3 separate regions of the Mus musculus genome follow, and regions 1 and 2 are each linked to region 3. Evidence: chromatin contacts called from public promoter capture Hi-C data. All regions are on one chromosome and are shown on one strand. Each heading gives the region's core, a stretch centred on a gene start, on an enhancer-like site or on the middle of the called end of the contact. The rest is flanking DNA. Distances are from core to core; before and after follow the strand shown.

Region 1 (2,745 bases), core at 192-2,691, 2.8 Mb after region 3:
ACCTGAACCCTACCACAGGTAACAAATTAACTATGCATGTGGTTTCAGTGTCACACGCCAGGACACATGCCAACACGGCAGGCTAAACAATGACACTCCCAACCAAAGAAGGTAAGGGAGCGTTTTGTTTAAACTGTACTACCGGGAGTATCGTTTCCCTATGTCCCAACAGTTCCCACTACTAGGATTCAAACCTGAGTACTAAGCTAAAATTGATTCCAGATTTTAAAGATCAATAGGTTCACCACTTTGAACGTGGAAACGCGGTTGGACTAGAAAACCATCAGATGCTATGCCTGTAGAATGTAGTCCAACTCTAGTGGTTATTAGACGGGCAGGTTTCCTAGCCTTCCCTGTGCCTCAGTTTCCTTAACTGTAAAACAAGACTAGTAAGAGGGTCTCGGTGGGTTGTACCAGGTAAGTAGGAGCTCTCAAGTGCTTCAAACCGTCTGTGGCACATTAAAAAGTGATCAATATACACCCATGGAGCCTTGAGGCTACTGACGTCAGGTCACGCAGGATTCCAGACAGAGATGCAAACACTGGTCCCCGCCCAGCAGAACCCCCTCCGTGTGTCGCTGCTCCCCTGGAGCACCTCGGGGGCTGTGGGAGGACCGCAGGGCACCGATCTGCTGGCGGGAGGGAGCCACCGAGGAAGGGGAGGACCCGGGAGCGGCCCCCACCCCGACGCCAGCCCCTCACCTTCCGGAAACTCGGGCACCGCTAGGTCCTGCTCCCAGCCGTCCACCTTCTGCAGATACTGGTAGACCAACTCATCCTTCTCTTGCTGGGTGACGGCGTCCAGCAGGGCGTACTCGAGCGAGGTCTGCGCGGGCAGCAGGCCCGAGAGGCTCGCGCCGCGCGCTCCGGGAGCCGCCATGTTGCGCGAGCTCCCGAGGGCTCCGGGGCCGAGGGCGCGGGTCGGACCAGCGTGCGCCGCCCTCTTGACTCAGAGCGGGGCCTGGCCAGCCCGGCCCTGCGCCACACACGCTTCCGCCTCCAATAAGCCTTCCTCCGGACGCCAAAGTCCAAAGGGCCGTGCTTCCCTGGCGCGTAATTAAACTCCAGAGTTGCCCACCCCGCCCCTTCCAGGTTCCGGGCCGCCGCGAAGCCTGGACGTTCAGAGCGCCAGATTCGACACGGGGAAGGCTGCTAGGGTCGCGCTCCAGAGGAGCTGGGAACCCATTGCCTTTGAAGCCCGGCAGGGAATTCCAAGACAAATAAAATTCAAATAACCATGTACACGTTTAAAAGAGCCGACTTAAGAAAAGCCTGCCCATTTGTGTGTCCCACTCTTAAACTGAGATCAGCCGATTCGGCACGGCAGTGACAGTGGGACAGCGTTCCCGCCAAGAAAGACTCGAAAGGTAAAGAAGGTAAAGCAACCCTCGGAGGAGACTCTTTTTTTTTTTTTTTTTTTTTTTTTTTTTTTTTTTAATGTAGGCAGTGAGGCCGGTGGTTTTGTGTTGACAACAACAAAAGTGTCCTGTGACTCTGGGTGTGCTGAAAGTGCGGGCGCGAATGGAATGTCCCGCGAGCTGGCGCAGAGAGGAGGCAGCTGCAGCGGGGTCCCCCTGCTGCCAGGCCAGGTGTGCCCACGAGGGACTACCGGGAGGAACGGGGCGAGCTGCACAAGGGCTCATTGGGATGTTGGCATTATTTAACCTGGGAATAATGTAGGGCTCCTTCATTGATCTTCCCCCCACCCCAGATCCAAAGGCAAAGAGCGGGAGCCTGTAGGAATTTTCTGGTACCTGACCTCTCTGGAGGTCTGCAGAAGTGGCTGATTGATTTCAGGGCAGACAGCCCCTATGGTGTGGAGTACAGTCTCACATGTTTGAACTTTGTTCACTGTGCAGGGTTTGATCCTAGGATGGAGGAAGAAATGGACTGACCCAGGAAGCTGAAACTGGTTGGACCCATGAGTCACGAATAAGGGCAGCTGTCGGTTGTAACCAACACCTCTTTGATTATGGTCTAGTCTATGGACTAGTCTCACACTAAGTAGACTAGGGACTGTGACTGGACTTGTAAATGGACACTTGTCCACATGAACGAGAGCCAGAATAGCTTTCTAACCATTATATGGAGACTGTTTTCAGTTAAAGTCATTGAGCCTGGTACTTACCGTCAGTGCTTGACATTCAAGACATTCTTGATTCTTATTTTTATAAATCAAGTTCTGAGAAGTTAAAAAAAAACCTGAATGAAATAGTGTCACAATGTAAAGAAAACCGTATAGATGTTACCCTGTAGTGAGTTCTCTTAATTTTATTATGGTATAAAATGGAACAGCAGGTGTTCACAGGTACTAAGTGGGTTGTGTGCCAATATCACCAAAGCTTTCAGTTCCAACCAAGTTAGTTGGCTTTTGGCTACTTTTTTTTTCCTATTAAAAACTTGTTACAAGAAATGGACTCTGAATTCACCAAAGACTGGTGCTGTACTCACAAAAATCATTTGGCCATGTTAGAAGACACGTTTTGGGAAGAAGAAATCTGGGAATATAAATCTAAAAGAAAGCCCAAACCCGTACATCCAAATAATTGTTCTGAAAATATTTCAGAATCTGTTGAAAAATCAACAGATGGAAAACACCAGTCAAAAGGAAATGAAAAAAGGACTTCAGAAAATCCAGGCAAGACGAAGGACCACAAAGTGTGCCTTGCAGAAACAGACAGTCAGATTTCTGCAGGTTCCAGTCAGAGTTCGAGCTGTAGAGATGAGAGTCAGCAGTCTCAAAAC
Region 2 (2,723 bases), core at 20-2,519, 2.9 Mb after region 3:
CCTCCAGGCTCCTGCCTCGACTTCCCTCAATGACAGACTGTGACCTGAAGTCGTCAAATGAAATAAAGCCTTTCCTCTCTATGGTCATGGTGTTTATCCCAGCAAGAGAAAGCAGGCTAAGCAAGTTGATTGAGGTGGGTCTTCCTGAGGAAACAGGCTGCCTGCTTCCCAAACACAGCAACATTGAACAGGCTCACCTCCTGCCCAAATGCATACTTCCTTAAGTGAAAAAGTCCCGAGGCTGCCACCCAACCCATCAGTGTCACCTGAGGTTCACACCATGAGGGAACTAGAGACTTTGCCCATGTCCTATAGGAGGTTGCAGAGTGGCAGATTGTAATGCTAGGCTTTAACAATATGGACAGGGGTGTAAGGTTACGCTGGCCAAAATCTGAAGGAAGAAACAGCTTGTCAACAGAAAACCAGGGCCTTATCAGTTATCTCAGCTCAAGAGAAAGGCCTGTGAACTGCTTACAAACACCGCCTGTGCCTACTAATAAACTTACTTCCCCATAAACCCGAAAGGCCAAGGAGTAAAGGTGAGGTGTCGCCTGGAGCTCATACTGACAAGTGTCGCTTGCCAGTTTTTCACCAGTCTTAAGTCACTGTAAGAGTCTAAGAGTCCCGATGCAAGGGTCCCCAGACAAGAAAGAGTGTTTCAAGCACACTTCGCCTAGGTTAAAGACCTATGCACCTAACTCCCTCTTTCCCTGAGCACAAGCCACCAGAACCGCCCAAGATTCCCATTAAATGGACCCGGCAGCGCCTAAGTTCCCGGTCTGACAAGGTAGTCCTTGCGGGTTCAAACAACCACATCTACTGCCCTACACCCGCTCTTTCTTCCCTGTTACATCCGGAATGGCACCGGATGTCGTGAGACCCTGGTCCAGAAGACCAAGGGACCGCCGTGCCGAGCAAAGCGGGCGATGGCCAGGCATGTTGGAGAGCCTTCCGCGCCACAGCGCCCTGCAAGCAAGTTCTGCGAGCCTGCGGGAGGGAGGGGGACTCTGGGCGGGGACGCGCGGGAGGAAGGAGCTCGCGGAAGAGGGGAGGGAAAGCCGCGATGGCGGCCCAAGTTACCGTTCCCACGGCGGCGGCCAGGAGCCCACGGCAGCGTCCGTCCTCCGCAAGGGTCGAGGGCAGCTTTGGGAAAACTGAAAGCAAAAGTCCCAGAGGCGGAGGGGGAGGAGCGGGCGGGCCGGACGGGGCTGTGCCTGCAGCCCGGGAAAGCTGGGGGCGAGCGGGAACGCGCGCTACGGAGCCCGCCGCGGGAGAAGCTCGCGCGGGAAGCTCGCGCGGGAAGCCCTCGCCGCCCACGTGCTGCGTCCCCCCCTCTGCGACGTTTGGGCGACCCCTGCGGCTGCAGGAACTGGGCAGATAGAGCGCTCCCTACAGAACTGGCGGGCTCTGCAAAACTGCCAGCCAGAAAAGTGACCGTGACCCCGGGCTACCTGCTGCAAATCTGTTAAGTTCTCTGAAAATATGACTGCGCGCTTGGTCCAGACCTCTGCGAAGTTGGCAAGCGTCACCGGCACGGGAGGAGAGCGGCCCTGCAAATTGGGGCTATCCCTGTCCCCTCCTCTATGCCACATATGCAAATTTCCCCGCGCTCACCAGAGAGGAGTACTAAGAGACTCTAAAACTGTAAACGTCAAAAGTTCCACTGAGAACGCATTCTACAAAACTGTCTACCCAGCAGATGGACCCAAAATTCTGACTTGCTCTCCGCGATGGGGCACCTGTCTCGTTCTGTTTTTGTTTTTTACCTTTTTCCTAACACAAGCTGCTTCTCGACCAGATACTGTGCACCACCAGTCGCTTTAGTCTGATGTCTTCCCAGACGTTGTTGGGGAGGGGGGCGAACTTTGTCTTAAACACGTTTATACCTCCCAAACCCAGCTTGCACGGATATTGCGCCAAAATCATCATCCATGTGTGCTACCTCCCGTGTCAGGCACTAGGTTTGAGGAAGCAGACAGTGAGCTAACATGGGTTCCTGTTCATGTCATCTTCGACACAGACAGACAGACAGACAGATCTGGGCTTCCATCTGTAGACGCTTCCAATTCCTCCCCTCCACCTAGAGTTCTCAGAACAGCTCATTCACTCACACTGAAGCAAGCTATGTGAGAGAACTTTGTGAAAACGCCAGAGATACTCGATTCTCAGACCTACAGGTCTCCGGAGCCATCAAGGCTATTTTATTTGCTAGCATGGTTTTTCTTGAACCCCAGAGTTTTAGCACTAACTCTAGAATCTCAGCCAGTATGGGCACTTTCAATTCTTAATATGCCTGCCCTCCTTCTTATTTAATAATGCTAGTGTCCCTGAACTGTGGAGGCAAATGTTGGGGTAAGCCATGGCTCACGCTATGGTGATTTGCTTTTTAAAACTGACAGTCCTTTGAAAAATGAAGAAATCCTATCTCCACTATAATTTATCTTTGTGTAAACCATGACTTTTTCCAGGGTAGTCCTAAAACGTGGAACATTTAACAACCAATCTCTACTTATTTGGTGGTGAGGAATGTGAGAAGCTGCCCACCTGACAGCACCAGGGTCCTGTTGCCTGGACAGTGATGTTCTATCCACAAGAAGGTTTGCCTGTGCTGTGGCATGCGTGGCGCATCCGCACACAGGAATCCATCCCTCACGCAGATGGAGAGGCAGGGCGGCACCACAGGAAACCTCTTGTCTGTTCTTGCTTGTGGGTCGGCGTGAGAA
Region 3 (2,700 bases), core at 193-2,692:
CCAATCACCCAGTCAAGACTAGAAAGGATCCCTGTACTGATGTCTCAAGAGCCAGCCTGAATCCACGAGGGTTTTAGTAGCGGAATACCTGACCTCCCTAGGACTAGACAAGTTGTGTCGGTGAGGACAGATAAAAACTGTGATGTAACAACTGAGTAGTCAGAAAGCACCAGAGGAAACACCGTTGCCAGGGAACACAAAGGCTTCTGGCTCTATTGGTACCCTCTGCAAAATCTTCCACTTTTCCCAGTCTCTGCATCTCCAACTCTCCTTTATGGAGCAACTGGGACCTGATCCCTGATCGGCTTTTTAAATTTTTATTATTTTTTATTTTCAAAACCAAAAAGCTAAGCTGAGCGGTGGCGGCATACGCCTTTAATCTCAGCACTTGGGAGGCAGAGGCAGGTGGATTTCTGAGTTCGAGGCCAGCATGGTCTACACAGTGAATTCCAGGACAGCCAGGGCTACACAGAGAAACCCTGTCTCGAAAAACAAACAAACAAACAACCCCCCCCCCCAAAAAAAACCTCCAGCATCCTCCGTGTTATTATGCCAAGTAGAAACCAAGGACTTAGGATCCCACGATGTGACCCCTAAGCAATTTCTTTACTATGCCACGGGTACCACGGGTTATTCTGTGAAATTGGTAGGCACTAAAAGTAATGGCCTGAGGGATGGACTCCGGATAATGCCCTCAGAGAGGAAAGAAGGGAGGAGGGGGGCGTGAACAATCTGAATGGAGTCGCTAAGACACCTTCCAATATGCTGGCAAATTCACTCAGCTCACCCACTCCTCCCAGACCTCAAATAAACTTCTTTCTCACTTAAATTGAAATCCCCAAGGTAGGAAAGTTAGTCCCCTTCTCGCGGTTCCGCTTGGTCCCTTCTCGGGGCCCATTCTCTGCGGATGCAGGTCTGCCGGTCTGTGCGGGCTAGCGATGGCAATCCCTGATGCAGTCTGTCCTCTGGCCGGCTCGGGCAGTGTCCCAACCGCCTGTGCTCAGGCTCTCTGCGGCGCTGCCCTGCAGGGGAGGCAGCAACACACTGAGGGATGCTGGGCGGTCGCCACAGAGGTATCCGGCAGGACCCACGGCCGCCGCGGGGGATGGGCGCGGAATAACGGACGGCCGCGCCGGGCCCCGTCAGCCCGACTTATCCAGGTCTCCTTCCGTTATCTCGCGCCCTCCGGAGACGACGGACGCACGGATCGCCGCGCCGCCGGCGGCAGGAATGCAGGGGCGTGGGGGGAGCGGCGCTGGAAGCGCGCCGAGAGGTGGGAAAGGACCCGCGTCCAAGCGCGCCGGGGCGCCCGGCGCCGGGGGCGCGCACGCTCTGACGTCACGCGCCGCTCGCCCAATGAGCGCAGGCTCTGTGGGGAGGCGCCGTTCCCGCCCTCGCCCGCCGCCGGTCCGCCGCTCGGGCCGCCCCCGGGGGAGCGTCTGAGGAGGCGCGGGGCCGCGGCGGGCTAAGGCGCCGCCAGGCAGCGTCGGACTGCGGACGCTCGGTTCGGGCCCAGGGAGCCGCTCATCCGCGACCGATGTCCTCAAGATGGAGGCGGCGGGGGCGACGGCGTGAGGAGGAGGGCGGCGCGGAGAGCGCGGGAGCAGGCCGAGGGTTGCGGCGGGGGCGGCGGGATGGGGCTGCTGCTCCTGATCCTGGCGTCGGCCGTGCTGGGCTCGTTCCTCACGCTGCTCGCACAGTTCCTGCTACTCTACCGCAGACAGCCCGAGCCGCGGGCGGACGAAGCGGCCCGCGCGGGCGACGGCTTCCGCTACCTTAAGCCGGTGCCGGGCCTGCCCCTCAGGGAGTACCTTTATGGCGGCGGCGCCGAGGAGCTCGCTGCTTGCTCCTCCGAGGCCGGCGCCAGCTCGACCCCGACCCCCGACAGCCCGGCCCCGCCGACGCTGGAGACCTGCTACTTCCTCAACGCCACCATCCTGTTCCTGTTCCGGGAGCTGCGGGACACCGCGCTCGCCCGCCGCTGGGTCACCAAGAAGATCAAGGTGGAGTTCGAGGAGCTGCTGCAGACCAAGACGGCCGGCCGCCTGCTGGAGGGGCTGAGTCTGCGCGACGTGTTCCTGGGCGACACGGTGCCCTTCATCAAGACCATCCGGCTGGTGCGGCCCGTGGTGGCCTCGGGCACCGGCGAGCCCGACGACCCCGACGGGGACGCGCTGCCCGCCACCTGCCCGGAGGAGCTGGCCTTTGAAGCGGAGGTGGAGTACAACGGCGGTTTCCACCTGGCCATCGACGTGGACCTGGTGTTTGGCAAGTCCGCCTACCTGTTCGTGAAGCTGTCTCGCGTGGTGGGGAGGCTGCGCTTCGTCCTCACCCGCGTGCCCTTCACCCACTGGTTCTTCTCCTTCGTGGAGGACCCGCTGATTGACTTCGAGGTGCGCTCCCAGTTCGAGGGGCGGCCCATGCCCCAGCTCACCTCCATCATCGTCAACCAGCTCAAGAAGATCATCAAGCGCAAGCACACCCTGCCCAGTTACAAGATCAGGTGAGAGGAGGGTCAGGGGAGCCGAGGCTACCCGGGGGAGGTTAGCCAGGGAAGGGCCAAGGCAGATTCCCAGCACGACCCTGGCCTGCAGTTTGCTTCCACCTGGACTGAGGCCCCCAAGCAAAGAAAGGCGGGTAGTGGGCACTTCCCGTGCTGCCAAGGCAGCACAGGGAGCTGGAGGCCTGAGCGCCTTGTCC

The links. Promoter capture Hi-C pulls out the DNA fragments that hold promoters and counts their contacts.
Region 1: a contact with region 3 is called in a promoter capture Hi-C map of pre-B cells, with 3 times the contacts expected there. The contact joins the promoter of Dclre1a here to the promoter of Pdzd8 in region 3. A contact is called at or near these places in 2 of 39 promoter capture datasets (erythroid cells and pre-B cells).
Region 2: a contact with region 3 is called in a promoter capture Hi-C map of liver, with 3 times the contacts expected there. The contact joins the promoter of Casp7 here to the promoter of Pdzd8 in region 3. A contact is called at or near these places in 3 of 39 promoter capture datasets (HPC-7-derived erythroid cells, liver and pre-B cells).

What each region holds. Positions count from the first base shown.
Region 1 is chr19:56,546,818-56,549,562 of GRCm38.p6, reverse strand. Dclre1a (DNA cross-link repair 1A) reads left to right here and starts at 1,441. Exons shown (of 10, transcript NM_001360437.1): 1 at 1,441-1,589; 2 at 1,860-2,745. The coding sequence starts at 2,413. Nhlrc2 (NHL repeat containing 2) reads right to left here and starts at 1,302. Exons shown (of 11, transcript NM_025811.3): 1 at 703-1,302. The coding sequence starts at 880.
Region 2 is chr19:56,395,675-56,398,397 of GRCm38.p6, reverse strand. Casp7 (caspase 7) reads right to left here and starts at 1,269. Exons shown (of 7, transcript NM_007611.2): 1 at 1,081-1,269.
Region 3 is chr19:59,344,522-59,347,221 of GRCm38.p6, reverse strand. It overlaps Pdzd8 (PDZ domain containing 8), which reads left to right and starts at 1,442. Exons shown (of 5, transcript NM_001033222.3): 1 at 1,442-2,503. The coding sequence starts at 1,635.